2 separate regions of the Mus musculus genome follow, and region 1 is linked to region 2. Evidence: chromatin contacts called from public Hi-C data. All regions are on one chromosome and are shown on one strand. Each heading gives the region's core, a stretch centred on a gene start, on an enhancer-like site or on the middle of the called end of the contact. The rest is flanking DNA. Distances are from core to core; before and after follow the strand shown.

What was found. A called contact is a pair of places that touch in the nucleus more often than the background predicts.
Region 1: a Hi-C map of cerebral cortex shows a contact between it and region 2, with 4 times the contacts expected there. The contact joins two enhancer-like sites. A contact is called at or near these places in 6 of 484 Hi-C or Micro-C datasets (brain, cardiomyocytes, cerebellum and 2 more) and 1 of 115 datasets of contacts at active chromatin or transcription factors (neural progenitor cells).

The regions. Positions count from the first base shown.
Region 1 is chr1:106,237,454-106,244,404 of GRCm38.p6, forward strand. All of the region lies in intron 1 of Phlpp1 (PH domain and leucine rich repeat protein phosphatase 1), which reads left to right. Among named protein-coding and RNA genes, the nearest start is that of Phlpp1, 69 kb to the left of the region's middle. Within about 2 kb of position 4,853, at least 104 of the 459 cell types and tissues checked have an H3K27ac peak or open chromatin away from gene starts, as enhancers often do. A contact at or near this core is called in cerebellum, cerebral cortex, forebrain and 1 more, where this site is marked.
Region 2 is chr1:106,066,936-106,073,855 of GRCm38.p6, forward strand. It overlaps the pseudogene Gm26509. Among named protein-coding and RNA genes, the nearest start is that of Zcchc2, 80 kb to the left of the region's middle. Within about 2 kb of position 5,281, at least 32 of the 459 cell types and tissues checked have an H3K27ac peak or open chromatin away from gene starts, as enhancers often do. A contact at or near this core is called in cerebellum, cerebral cortex, forebrain and 1 more, where this site is marked.

The DNA of each region.
Region 1 (6,951 bases), core at 3,603-6,102, 170 kb after region 2:
TTTTTCATGTCAGAGAGCCCAGAGAGTGTGGCAGAGAGCACGGTGCTGTGGAGCCAGAAGACAGAGGGCTAGGGAGATACTAGGGAGATCAAGGCAGCCACAAGATCCTACTTTGTCAAGCTAGCTTCCATCTCTCCATCTCTAGAACATCTCCAAGTAGTGCCATTAACTGGAGACCAAATCAATACATATTTGTCACAGAGATCTAGTGGAGAAACTTCTGGTTCAAAGTACTCCAGAAGAACTGTCTTATACTGCCCAGGTACTATGTAGTTTGGGTACACTTGTATTTTTCTGGATAAGCCAAGTAATTGGAATACAAGAAGCCAAGACAGTAATTCAGGAAGTGGGATAGATGACTTGTCAGGGACAACCAGGACAAGGCAGGACCTGCAGTGCATCTCTAGTCCCAAAGTAAGGATCAAGGCAAGTCTAAAATAAAGTCAGTGTCCTCATTCCCAGGTTATAGTGGAATTGTGCTCTCTGGCAAAAGGTTAAAGCCTTTGAATGCTCATTATAACAGCATCATTTCTGTCAAGTGTTCCTTTAAAACACGTATAGTGAAAGCTTTTTATTTTTTAAAATAAAAACAATTTAGGACCAGAGAGATGGCTCAGGGAGGAAAGATACCGCTGTCAAGCTGATGGACCTGAGTTTGATCCCCAGAAAGCTCATATGGTGAAAAGAGAGGATTGACTCCATAGATATTCTCCTCTGACCTCCATACGTGCTCACGTGTACACAAAAGCCAAATGTAAAATCTTAGCATCAGTTCTTTCCTAGGAGTGTCATCATAAATTATAGTTAAAACATCTCTCCCTCCCTCTCTCCCTCCCTCCCTCCCTCCCTTTCCATTTTATTAAAGATAGGGTCTTACTATGTAGTCTTGGCTGACCTGGAATTTCTCTGCCTCCCAAGTGAGATTAAAGACATGCCATCTAGGCTACTTGTTCCGTTTTACATATTTAAAGGCACAAATGCTTGCTAAGGTATGGTTTTTTTTTTTTTTTTTTTTTTTTCCCTAGTGAATGGAAAATCTAGGACTGTATTTATTTTAAGAGAATATCCCTCTCCCTTTTTTGTTTGTTTTGAGATTAGATTGTTCACTTTTTTTTTTAAATGTAGCTAGCCTTATTTATCTATGTAGCATATAGGCAAGTAGAACTATTGGAAAATCTTATACACTGCCACTATTATCTACCTGTCTCATTTGCCTTTAGTTATTGTATGTGTTTATAAACTGCTCCAATCTTCAGAAAAAACTATAGTCCATTAAAATTATTTGAAAATTTGAAATGTCACATATTATTCTTTCCCCTTGCTAGCGTGTGTAATTGTATGCAGAGTTTCTTATATCTTATTTATATATGTATTTTTATCTATTTGTGTGATATTGTTTTTTGACCTCCATTATTTTCTGTGATGGGAACCAGTTCTACCAGACCCGTCTATCTTGGTGGAAGCAAACAATGGAAGAGTGAGAAACAAACCAGCTTTACCTGCTAGAGAGGTAGCTTGTTTTATTCCCAGCTCTGGAGATGTTGATATTGTCTCAGAGAAACCCATAAAGCTACATTAAACAAAGGCACGTCAAGGTTTTGGGTCAAGGCAGAGAGCCAGACAGAGAGAGCCACACTGTTACCATGTCAAATGAGCCCCTCTGGGGAGTGGGGGAACACGGTGAATAATGAAGAAAGACTGGTGTCTGCTATGTAGTAGTTTTACTCTTAAATTTGAATGAAAAAAAAAGATGACTTTTTGTTGTTTGCATGGAAATAAACATTTCCAGTAAATGTTTCCATGTGGTTAGAGGGTATTGTTGTCCTGAGAATTGTAGAATTATGTCATAAAAGAAAAATCATAGATAACTTTGTGTTTATATGTGTAGCTGTATCAATCTCAGGGCATCAAGTTGGTTTTGAGGGAAAGTAAAGACAATATTTTTGTTTTTGTAGAACCAAATATATCCTGGATTTTCAAAATAACTTATTAGAATTTTTAGTCTGTTTTTCAAAGGTTTTTGGAGAGGTAGGGTACCTAGGAGAACGTTGGTCTTACTGTTCTCTGATCGTGTGGGATGGTGTGGGTAGGTGCAGGTGGAAAGCCCAGCATGAGAAGGTGGGGACAGTCCCCCTCTGTCCTTCACTAGGGATTTACCAGCACCTGACCATCTACATTCTCAAGTCATAGTCTGTAGGTCCCAAAGCTTTTGTTTCAAGCACCTGTTTTGTCTGGCTTTGTTTCTTTATCCTACAGATTCCTGATAGAGTCTTTTAATTGTGACTAATAAAGGCAAGTGGTTTAAAACTACACGTGAAAGGCCAGTTTTATATCCATCTCCATTAGTAGACAAATGCGCACCTAGATATAAGAAAAATGAGCTCACAAACCTTTGTTACTTTCCATAGCAACAAATTCACTGAGCTCCATACGTTGTTTATTATGGTTACAATCTTGTTTGAAAGTATGTGTTTACCAGTTAATTTTAAAAGAAAAATCTCTATGAGGCTGGTGAGTTCATGAATTAAATAAAATACGATGAAACCGTGTCCGGGGATGATAGGAAATGCAGAGTGCGTAAAGAGGGCCACTACCTTCCACCAACTGTCAGAGAAATTTTAAAGGCAAGACTTTATAAATGTAAAGGTAGATATATACATATATTATTTGTTCACTGTGATGGCTAATCTGTCAACTTGATAGGATCTAGAATTTGAGACAAACCTGGCTGGGCTCGTCTTTAGATTACATTGAGGAGGGAAGACCCACCCTAAATATTGACAAGTATGTTTCCACAGGCTGGGGTCTTGGCTGAGCCGCAAGCTTCACCTCCCTCTGCTTCCTTCCTGGCAGTGGATGCAATGTGCCCAGATGCCTTTCCCCACTACCACGCCACCCTACTGTGATGTCTGTTTCTTGTGAGCCAAGGTAAATCCCTTCTTCCTAGGCGGCTTTTGTCAGGCATTTTGTTGCAACAGTGAGAAAACTAATACATATGGTGTTTGGTTTCAAGAGTCTTATCACTCTCAAGAATAACTTTAATCCAAGATGCTAAGCAGAAGAGGTTTCTAAGTAATCCAAAAATGGGAGAAGTAGAAATCATGATATGGACGACAGCCAGCCTGACTCCAGTCATTTCCATGAGCCTTTTTATGAATACAATTTACTGTATTCTCGTGTGCTCTTACAATGATGATCCAAGGCGATTAAAATATGTCCTGCCTTATCACAAAGCAAATAAATTATTTGCTTTGTGATAAGGCAGGACAAGTTATGTGACATTCCCAAGTATTGAAATAAGACTTATTGCAAGAAGAATTAAGTCTTGGAAATCTATAACGCTCCATAATGTGGGTCAGTACATGACCCACAACCCTCAGAAAGCCATTATATTATGTTTTAATAGCTTCAAGGATTGAAAATGAATTAGAGAACATCCCAGCCTTTAAAGTGAATTGAATATAGCTGCAGTAACTCCTCGTAGGGAAGGAGGCTAGAGACAGAAAAAGGAGCAAGGTGGCTATTGCTGTAGCTGAGTTGGACATGGGGGACCAAGGTCAAGAACCTGGGTATGGGCCCTTTAAGAGTGGAAGGGTTGCATGCAGACTTACAGGAAAAAATGTGCAAGAAGTGGTTAGGTGGCTGTATGTGACAAAGAGGGCTGAGTGGAAGTGATTGAGACTTTGCAGTGTTTTGGTCTGGGTACATGTGCATTACTACTGCAGAAGTGGGACACTGGGTTTTGCAAGGAGGAAAACTGGCTTTGTTCTAGAGTGCTGAGTTCAGTTGGCAAGAGACTTGGCAGGAGCTTGGATGTACCAGCCTGGATCTCTGAATGGTTCTTTTCAGCAGATCCCCAGGCAAGCAAAGACAGGCATACTTTCATTGTTGCCCTGGTAAATGCTTAATAATTATTGCTTGGTTTGTATGTCTTTTGAATTTTGTGGGATGACTGGATTTGCTTAGAAATAAACTTTGTTCAGATACGTAGTTTTCACTTACAAGAAGTGAGGAGACATGCCCATACACTTCCAGTGGGCTAGCCCATGATCCTTGTGCCTGCATGGTCTCCGGAAATGTCACACCATTTCACTGTCCTGCTGCCCTGTACATTGCTCACTTCCATGTAATTTTAAAAGTACAGGCACATTAGTAAAGTTTCCATCATGTTTGTCTTGTGCTTCTGCTTTTCTTCCACTGAGATGACTTGCTCATGGTTGACTTGAACTACTAAGGAATACACAGTTTCTCCACTCTCAATGTGAGAGCCCTTTTGCTGTGTCTTTGAATGTTTTGATACTTCCTTGATCTTTACACAAGTATTCCAAGTTTATTCGCTGCGCATTGTAGGATGCTGTTGGGACAGTAAGATGTTACAGCTGCACTTCCTTGAGTCAGTTTCTGATAGCAGCAGGGAACTTTGGAGGTGACTAAGGTAGTTAGTCTTCATAATAAATCAAAGTTTATTGAAATCACTGCTTACACAGCAGAGACTGTTGCTGGAAGCCTAAAAGCTGATAGACTAGGACGTAGCCCTGAGGGATCAGTGTGGGGGATCTGGATCGGTACCATTTTTGTTTTCTGTCTCTAATTACTACTCTGCTAATAATTGAGCATACTATTTATTAATTAGTGAGTGAGGGATTTTTCTCTATCTGAATAAAGATATCATAAAAGTAAATTTTCTTTTTTTTCAGCCTGGATATAGTCAACTTGAATTCCTATAACCAAGGAGTTGTTTATACAAATCTAAGCATATGTTTTTCTAATCAGGAATGTTGACTCATAGACCTCTTTCAGCGATCCCTTCCCTGAGTATGCTGCAGAAAAAGCAGCGGAGCTGCAGGGGAGAGTACATACTGACTAAGCTTTATTTCTAGAGCTGGAGAGGTGCCAGTCTTTCAAAGTTCTCAAGCCTAAGGCTTCTGGAAAAGAATATTTTCTCAGGCATGCCTTATTCAATTTCTAATGAGCTGTTGTTGTTCTGAAGTAAAACTGTAATTTGCTGTCACATTTGTGCTCTGTGGACATAACTGTGAAGCAGTTGGTTTTGTTGCTGATGTCCTTTTAGGATAAATGATTTGCTCAGAAGTTTGAGATGGTCCCAACTTTTTCTGGGGAAAATATTCTGACTTTGCTCCTCTTTTCTCATTAAAGTATCACTATTGTACTTTGCTTTTTTTCTCCCTTTTACCTTCTAATTTCTCAAAATGCCTTATTCCCTAAACACAATATAAAGAAAAGCCACTGATAAACAGGGTTTAAATTACTGATTCTTTTTTACTGTCAGGCCGAGTTTGCATTGAAATTTTTCAACAATTTAATTCCATTGAAAAATTAACAAACAAACACAACTTCCCGTGTGTGTGTGTGTGTGTGTGTGTGTGTGTGTGTGTGTGTGTGTGTGTGAGAGAGAGAGAGAGAGAGAGAGAGAGAGAGAGAGAGAGAGAGAAGCAGCAGCAGTAGCAGCAGTAGTAGCAGCAATAGTAGCAGTAGCAGGAATAACAGCAGTAGCAACAGTAGTAGCAGTGGCAGTAGCAATAGCAGTGGCAGCAGTAGCAGTAGCAGTAGCAGTCCCAGTAGTAGCAGTAGGAGTAGTAGAAGCAGCAGCAATAGCAGCAGCAGCAGCAGCAGCAATAGTAGCAATAGCAGCAGCAGCAATAGTAGCAGTAGCAGCAGTAGCAGTAGTAAGTAGTATTAGGTCAGTCAGAGGTAACTTTTAGGAAATGGTTTTCTCCTTTCATAGTGTGGGTTTTGGGACTGATCTCAATTCTTTAGGCTTGACATCAAGCAACCTTTCCTGTGGAGGCATCTTACTGGCCAAAAGGTTTTGTTGTTGTTGTTGCTTTGTTTTTGTTGTTGTTGTTTTTTTCCCCTTTTCTTTTTCTATTTTTTGAAAATAGGGGCGATCCTTATATCTGAAGCTTTGTAGACAGTGCACAAGGAAATGCCCTGCTGTTAAGACTGTAGTTCTGAGACTAATGATGACAGCAAACTATTAGAAAATATGTATAAGCCTTCAGAGTGAGTGTAGTTGTACAAGTACTCTCTTCATTTGTGTACTAAGGCTGAGAGATATCTTGGTCCAGCTCCAGCTGATGACTGCATTGGAAGTTAGGTCTTTACCCTCTGCTCCTGACTCTCCTTCATGCTAGCTTGCCTACTTGCCAGTTTGAATCACTGCATTCAAAATGAGCTCAATGGAACTTGGTCTAATGAATATTTAGTGTTGGGCCATTCTTGACATGGGATGGGCCGTCTCCTGTAGTGTGCTCTTTACTTTTTTTGTAGTAATCACAACCTACATTTGCTTGACTATAGAGTTTGATATATATTATAGCACTAATTTAATTAGCAGTTGTTGAATGCTCACTATATTTCAGAAACACTGCTAAGTACAGATGCATAATCTAACATCTCTATTGCCGTCAGTCTGACATCAGAGGCGCTGGATTCAAGCTCAAGTCTTCCAGCTCCAAATCTGTGCTCTTAACTCTATGTTTGAGCTGCTGTGGTTAGACTACTTGATTGTTTTTTAAGCCGGGAGCTTATTGACCTAAGATTTGAGTCTAATCCTATACTATCAAATCTACGTCATCTAAGTTTGCTTTCTTTCTGTTACTGGGCCTTCTTTGTTGTTGCTGTGTACTTTACTAGAAACTGGGTTAAATAAATTAATCCATCTTTTCTGTGTTGGGGAAATGTGGCTCTCTTCAAGATTGTGATGTCTTTAAAAACTCAAGATGAGGGAATAACTGGGATCAGCAGGACACAGGCATGCAGGAAATCTGCCATACTCGTGGCACAGGTTCCTTCTGGTCTGGGCCAGTGCACTGAGTAGATTTTGGGTACAAGCTCTGCAGCCAGCTCTACAACTCCCAGTGGAAGCTCCACTCCCAGGTGCTCTAATATGCCCAGGATCATAGGATCAGAGGTGAGGAGGACATAACA
Region 2 (6,920 bases), core at 4,031-6,530:
CTTTATTCCCGAGGCTAGGCTTTCATTTCATCACCAAAGTGAGAAATGACTGCCTGCTTTGTCATGGCTATTCATGTTTATACTCATAGGAAACGTGACTCTCTGCCAGCTGACCGGAGCTATAGCTGCCCTGGTTCCATGTTCCTACCCTAGCTATAGGCTGTAACTCTGGTTCTCCTCCCCTGTCCTCCACCTTCTTTCCTGTTCAGAGTGTTTCTTGTCAACAGCATCAGCAGCACATCCTAAGCTAAATTGTTTGTTTGTTTGTTTGCTTGCTTGCTTGCTTGTTTGGTTTTTGAGACAAGGCATAGCTATACAGGCCAGAAGAGCCTCACTATGCAGCATAAACTGGTGTGGATTTGAATCAGTATTCTTCCCTTAGCTTCCTAAAGGCTCACAAGCATGTACCACCATGACTGTAGGATTGTGGGTCCTGCATCCACTCTGCCACAGGGCATGACTGGGCCATAGGGAAGCCCCAGGACACCACTCGGAGGTGGTGAAGCACAATCTGAGGTGCAGGACACCCGGAGCTGGTTCCAGGGTCCAGCAGCCTGTGACGAGGCAGGGGCCATCTGGTTCTCAGGCTCTTGGACATCCAGGCCCCCCTGGGAGCTGCAAAAGAGCTGAGAATGGAGTGGGAGCCTGTGGGGTGGATCTAGCCTGGGGCCGGGGAGGAAAAAGGGAGAGCTCTGGCTAGTTTCATGGGGAGCATCCTTGGCTTGACAGACAGCGGCAGGCTTGGTGGCGATCATGGCTGGGAGCACAGAGAGGCCTTCTGCAGGAGTCTAGATGGCAGCTCTATAGGTGCAGGCCTTCTCTATGGCTCCCCACAGCTGATCTCAATGAAAAGAGACAGTCTGTGGTTCCAAACCATTTATTGCCATGGTGGAAAGCATATGTGTAAAACCTTACCCCCACTTCTCAAAGTGGGCCTGAGATTAAATAATCTTTTGCAGGCAGGAATGTCTCAGAATAGAAGTTTATTGGCTACACCCTCCAGGCCTCTAGGTACCTCGTTAGCATAGAGACCTCTGTCTTGAGCCTACATGACCTGTGGTTACATCTTGGTCTGAGGTGTTAGGGATGCCTCATCTATATGTGTGTGGAAGGGCTTGAGGCATTGCCCTTACGTGGCTGATGGCCACAAATCTATGGGAAATTGTGTCTACATGACAAGGGCCTGGTGCTGGGAGCTGGCAAAGCTCCTACTGTCCCCTCAGGGTCTCTAGGGCTTCAAAGCCTTTAGCTCAACCGAGGACCAGGCTACCTTTCAGGGTCCTCGCCCAGCCAGGAAGCCCAGTTCTAACCTTGAAAACACCAGGAGGGCTCTGTGGGAGAGTCAGACCCTTGTACTTTTCTTTCAGCAGTGGAACCCCAAGTTCTCTTCTTCCTCCACACCAACATTGAGAGAAACCCTTGGGACACCTGGAAACAGACACAGACCTGGGGAACGAGGTTGTCTGCCTCTTTGTTTTGAGATTTAGTCTCCCAATGTAAAACTGCTTGCTCAAAGGATTCCTTTTCTAAGAGACAAACCTATTTTTAGTATGGCTATGAACATGTAAGTAGCCACTTTCTTTCAGCCCGATACATACTTTCTTTTGTCTCCAGTTTCATAGGTAATTACTGTAAAGAAGAGTGTGTATGGTATGTGGTGTGTGTGTGTGTGTGTACACTGGAGTTTGAGCCCATGCGTGCTAAGTATGTATTTTACCTCTAAACTAGCCCCAGTCCTTAAAGAACTGTTTTACATTTGTATTTAAATCTGTGCTTCTGGGCTAGCACTGTGGTTCAGTGGGTAAGGGCAACCTGAGTTTGAGCCTACATGATGGAAGATGAAAACTAGCCCCTGCTAGTTGTCCTCTGACTTCTACCTGTGCATCATACCCTATACACATGTCTAAGAGACAAACCTACTTTTAGTATGGCTATGAACATGTAAGTAGCCACTTTCTTTCAGCCCGATACATACTTTCTTTTGTCTCCAGCTTCATAGGTAATTACTGTAAAGAAGAGTGTGAATGGTATGTGGTGAGTGTGTTACCCTCTGTCTTAGGGTAACTATTGCTGAGAAGAAACACCATGATCAAAAGGGCTCGTTTGGCTTCTGGAGAGGAAAGGGTTTATTTGACTTCCCCTTTACTATCCCTAGTCTATTGCTAAAGGGAATCAGGGCAGAAACTCAAGTAGGGCAGGGTCCTGGAGACAGGAGCGGATGCAGAGGGTGCTGCTCACTGGCTTGTTCCCTGTGGTTTGCTCAGCCTGCTTTCTTCCAGAACCCAGGACCAGCATCTCAGGGGTGGTCCCAGCCACACTGGGCTGGGCCCTCAAATGTCAATCACTCATTAAGAAAACGCTCTAGAAGTCCAATCTCATGGAGGCATTTTCTCAGTTGGAGTTCCTTCCTCTCAGATGACTAGTCTAGCCTGTATGAAGTTGACATAAAGTTCGCCATTTTAAAGAGCAAACAGTGCTGAATGTCACCTATCTTGGGTGTATTGAGGTGTGACCTCATAAGCCTTCCCCCTGGGATGTCACATAACCAACGACACACACCTCCTTAAGGAGCTTGTCTTACTCTGTCCCCTGTGCCAAGGGTGGCGTGTCCATTTCTGACATCTGCTAAAATTGCAAACATGTGGCCCAGTTGTCTCCATAAAGTGCACCCATTCTTTGGAAGCTGTGTATCGCCAAAGTGTGGTCACTATTGTTATAGCACATTGGTCTCAAGCATAACAGATGCACGATTGTTAGGAGAAACGGCTACATCTTGTTCATCGTTCCACAGCACACAATCTTCCTGCTGCCTACACCATCCTGTAATTACAAAATCATTTCTGCTTGCTTGTTGCTACCAAAAGTTGCCTGGCTGTAAAGCACACACCCTAGATAGCACTCATCACTTTTGGCTCTTCCAAGCTGTGTGTGTGGAAATGGATTCCAAAAATAAATTTTAAAAAATGTGTTTCATGTGACAATATAGAAACTAGATGTAATAATATGCCCATCAAACGATGCCTGTCAAATTAACCCTTCTGAGCACTTCCTCTTCCTGCCAGCAGTGAAGGGTGGAGCTTAAAGGTCACCAATCCCCTCTCTTTCACTCATACACAAACTGAAGTTGGTATGGCTATAGCAGATGTCAGTTACAAGTGTCAGTCATAGAAAGAGCATCCAGTGTGGCTTGAAGCTCATCAGACAGTCAATGTGAAGATAAGAATAAAACACATTTTAAGAATTGGGAACCAACCTGGCATATGCACATAGCAAACCCTACAGGTGTCAGGGAAAGAGCTGCAGCAGATACTAAAATAAAGCAGAGTCTAAATTCTTCACATTCCACCGACTTTATCAAAGACCCCAGAGCTACTCATTTTCTCCCTCGTCTCTGCACTTCCTCCTGCCGCTGCGGAAGCCAGGTTGCTGAATGAAATGCACAACTGTCCTTGAGCTACGAGCCACCTCCAGCCCCAGCCACAGCTCAAAATCAAATCAAGTTTTTGCCACCAAAGCAAACCCTCTTGATGGGTGGCTGTGCCTAGTGAAGGCCGTATATTCTTTACAGAACAGTGGGTTTCTTTCATTTGGTAAGAACCAGTTTTCACTAACCCATTAGGAATCATTTTAAATTATATTCAGTTACTTATCTGTGTGTTGGTGGTCACTTGTAGTGATCAGAAGACAACTTGTGGGAGTAAGGTCCTGCGGATGGAACCGAGGTCCGCAACTTGGGATCAAAGGACTTAACCCCCTGAGCCATCTCACTGTCCCCATGGGGTCCTCTCACCACCACTAAATAATTTGAAAATAAAATTCGGCATCCATGAGGAAGTATCCTTTGCAAAGTAAGCATCCCTTATCAGCCTTACCTGTGGAACCCTGGAACTGTTAGTGTGAATCCTGGAAGTGCCATCCTCTGCGTCCCCTGTCTCTGTCACACTGGCTCCCAAGCCAGAGTTGTGTAAGCCTGGGAGAGCTGAATTCTGAAGCTTGCTGCCGCTGCTGCTGCCTGGCATTGATTATTTGTCTCTGTGCAAAGAACACAAAGCTGCAGATCCACAGGACAGCAGCTCCAAGCCTGGCATAGCAGAGTGGCGCAGCCTGGGGGTTTGCTCAGAGTTAACACCAAGCCATTGTTCCCAGCTAAAAATCCACTGGGGTTCAAACTGCAGGGCTGACCCTACAGCTAGTCATCAGCGTGGGATAAAAGCAAGGTATTAGGACCAGAACCAGGCAGGTATCAGATGTTTGACCTGAGCAAAGAGAAAGTTGGCTCTGGGACCCCAGGAGAGGCTCCAAGCTGAAAGAATGGGCCCGCCTTACTTATAGTAGAAAACATTCTGAGTGAAAGAAGCCAGTCACAAAAGAGCTATATGACCCCACAGACATGATGTACCTAAAATAGTAAACGTCATATGAGCACAGGAGAAGCAACTGGTACAGTTTCTGAAGACTCCTACAATAGGGGCATGACAATGGATGCACTAATCACCGTGAACTGAAGGGGGCGCAATTGTTTCATGCACAGTTTCAGTATGGGAGGCTTGTGAGGATGATAGTTACAGCGATCTGCTAAAAATTTTAAACTGGTAAGTTTTCTTTTAAAAAACACTTTAAAACACAATTCATCAAGTAAGTTCTTTTGAAAGCAGAATCGGGGTGAGGGTGGGGGAAATAGTTTGGTGGTTGAGTGGGTATTGCTCTTACAGTAGGTACCCAATTTGGTTCCTAGCACCTACATCAGGCAAATCACAGCTACCTGTAAGCTTGGGGGGGAGGGGGGAGGCACAGACAGACAGACAGGGAAAAAAGGTTTCTCTAGACTCTTCTCCACCTGGTATGTTAAGGCCTCGACCCAGTGTTTAGATAATACAGAGAATAAACAAATATGTTCTCCAGGGAAAGAACAAAACACAGCAAGGCGAGGAGGAGACAGATGGAGGGGAACAGTTGGCACCTTTCTGAGCTTAGCCTCTGTCAAGGGTTCCCAAACTTTGGCACTCAGCAGAATCCTTTGGAAGGGGAGCCTGTTAAAACAGGAGTAGCATTTTAAACAGTGTCTCATGTGATGCTGCTGTTGTTAGTCAGCAGGTCGCTGTCTTTGGGAACTACTGGCCCACCTTTAAAGAGTTAAGAGCATAGTCAGGGGGTTCATAGACTTTATTAAACACTGCAGTGTGGTACTGCAGATTTCTACGGTAGTAGAAATGCAAACGCCTCTGAGAGCTTCCCCAGCTGACGGTCGGTGAGCAGGTTCTCCCGCCCGCTGCTGGGAAGCGCCGCCCTGAGCATACATTAATTAGCTGAGCATTCTGTGAGTGCTCGGTGGGAGGGTGGGGTATGTGGAGTCACTGCAGCTGCCGCATCACTGCCACCTGGGTACCAATTAAAAGCCCAGGTTCCCAGGCCTCTCCCAGAGCTTCTGAGTTAGGTCTTTCCAGGGTGAGACCTCACTATCTGTGGTGTAAGCATACTGACTGTGAGCTAGAGCTTTTAAACAATTATTTTAGCAAATTTTCCTTTAATTTTCAATGGCTAAACCAGAGCTCCTGACTACCAGGTATGTATTGTCACAATATAGGTGACCAATTGCTGGTGAAAGATTTTTTTTTAAACTTATTCTTTAATTTTTTTTTTTTTTTTGTCTTACAGTCCAGACTTTATCCCCCTCCTGATCCAAGAGAACGAATTTTTATTCTCCCTTTGTTTTCCTGCAAATACGGTTTGTGTATCACCTGAGTGAGAAATTTAATGCAGGATGACTACTGAGTGAGCGAGACCCTATCTCAAAAACCAACGGAGAGATGGTTCAGTCTGCTCCTCCAGAGGTCCTGACTTCAATTCCCAGCAACCATGTGGTAGCTCACAACCATCTGTAATAGGATCTGATGCCTTCTTCTGGCATGCAGGTGTGCATGCTGATAGAGCACTCATACATTAAAGAAATAAGTAAATAAATAAATAAAATCTAAAAAAAGAAAAAAAAAAACCCAACTGGACATGGTGACACACGTCGGCTTAGGAAACACTCTGAAGGATCATTGCCATTTGGGGACTAGCTTGGTGTACATAGAGAATTCTCATATAACCAGGGCTACATAGCAAAGCCATGTGTCAAAAAACAAACAAAAACAAAACAAAACAAAAAAACAAAAGCAAAAAACCAAACTAACCAATCAACAAACAAACAAAGAAAGTACAAGGAATTTTTCTGAGTGGGTGGGAGATGGGGGGGATAATACCAGCAGCAGAGTTTTTCAGGTAAACGTTAAGTAGCAGAGAGGGAAGCACAGAGGACAGGACATCTGAGAAGCAGGCTGGCCCCCAAAGTCCCATAGACTCCATGAACACAGAGACCGCAGAGACACAGAGTCCCGTTCCCCTATCTGCCACACACCACTGCAGGGAGCCTGCTGGAGCTGGAGCTGAGAACATCTCCTTTTAACTCAGTTGGCAGGAATTCTCTCTTTATCTCTTACCTTCTAGTGTTCAGTGTCTACGCCTGCATGTGTGTCTCATGACGCTTAGGTGTTCGTTAGCCTGTTTCTTCTGTGTCCCACCCTGTCTTCCATGAGGCATGGTTTCCATCCTTTCTGCCGCCTCACACACTCTTCTGCTTCCTGTCTTTTCTTTCATCTTTATGCCTCCTCCTTATAGCTACTAATTATAATCTCCCATAGCTTAACGAGCCCTAAAATACGAAGTCCTAGTAGTATCCCAACTTTCCCCATGTTGATTGCTTTTGTGGTTATTTTGTTGTTGTTGTTGTTGTTGTTCAAAGCTTACCTAATTCTTTGGGGTGGGCAAGTAGGGATTCGAGACAAGGTCTCACTATGTAGCTCTGGCTGTCCTAGAACTCACTATGTAGACCAGGCTGTCCTCGAACTCACAGAGATCTGCCTGAGTGCGTGAGCCAA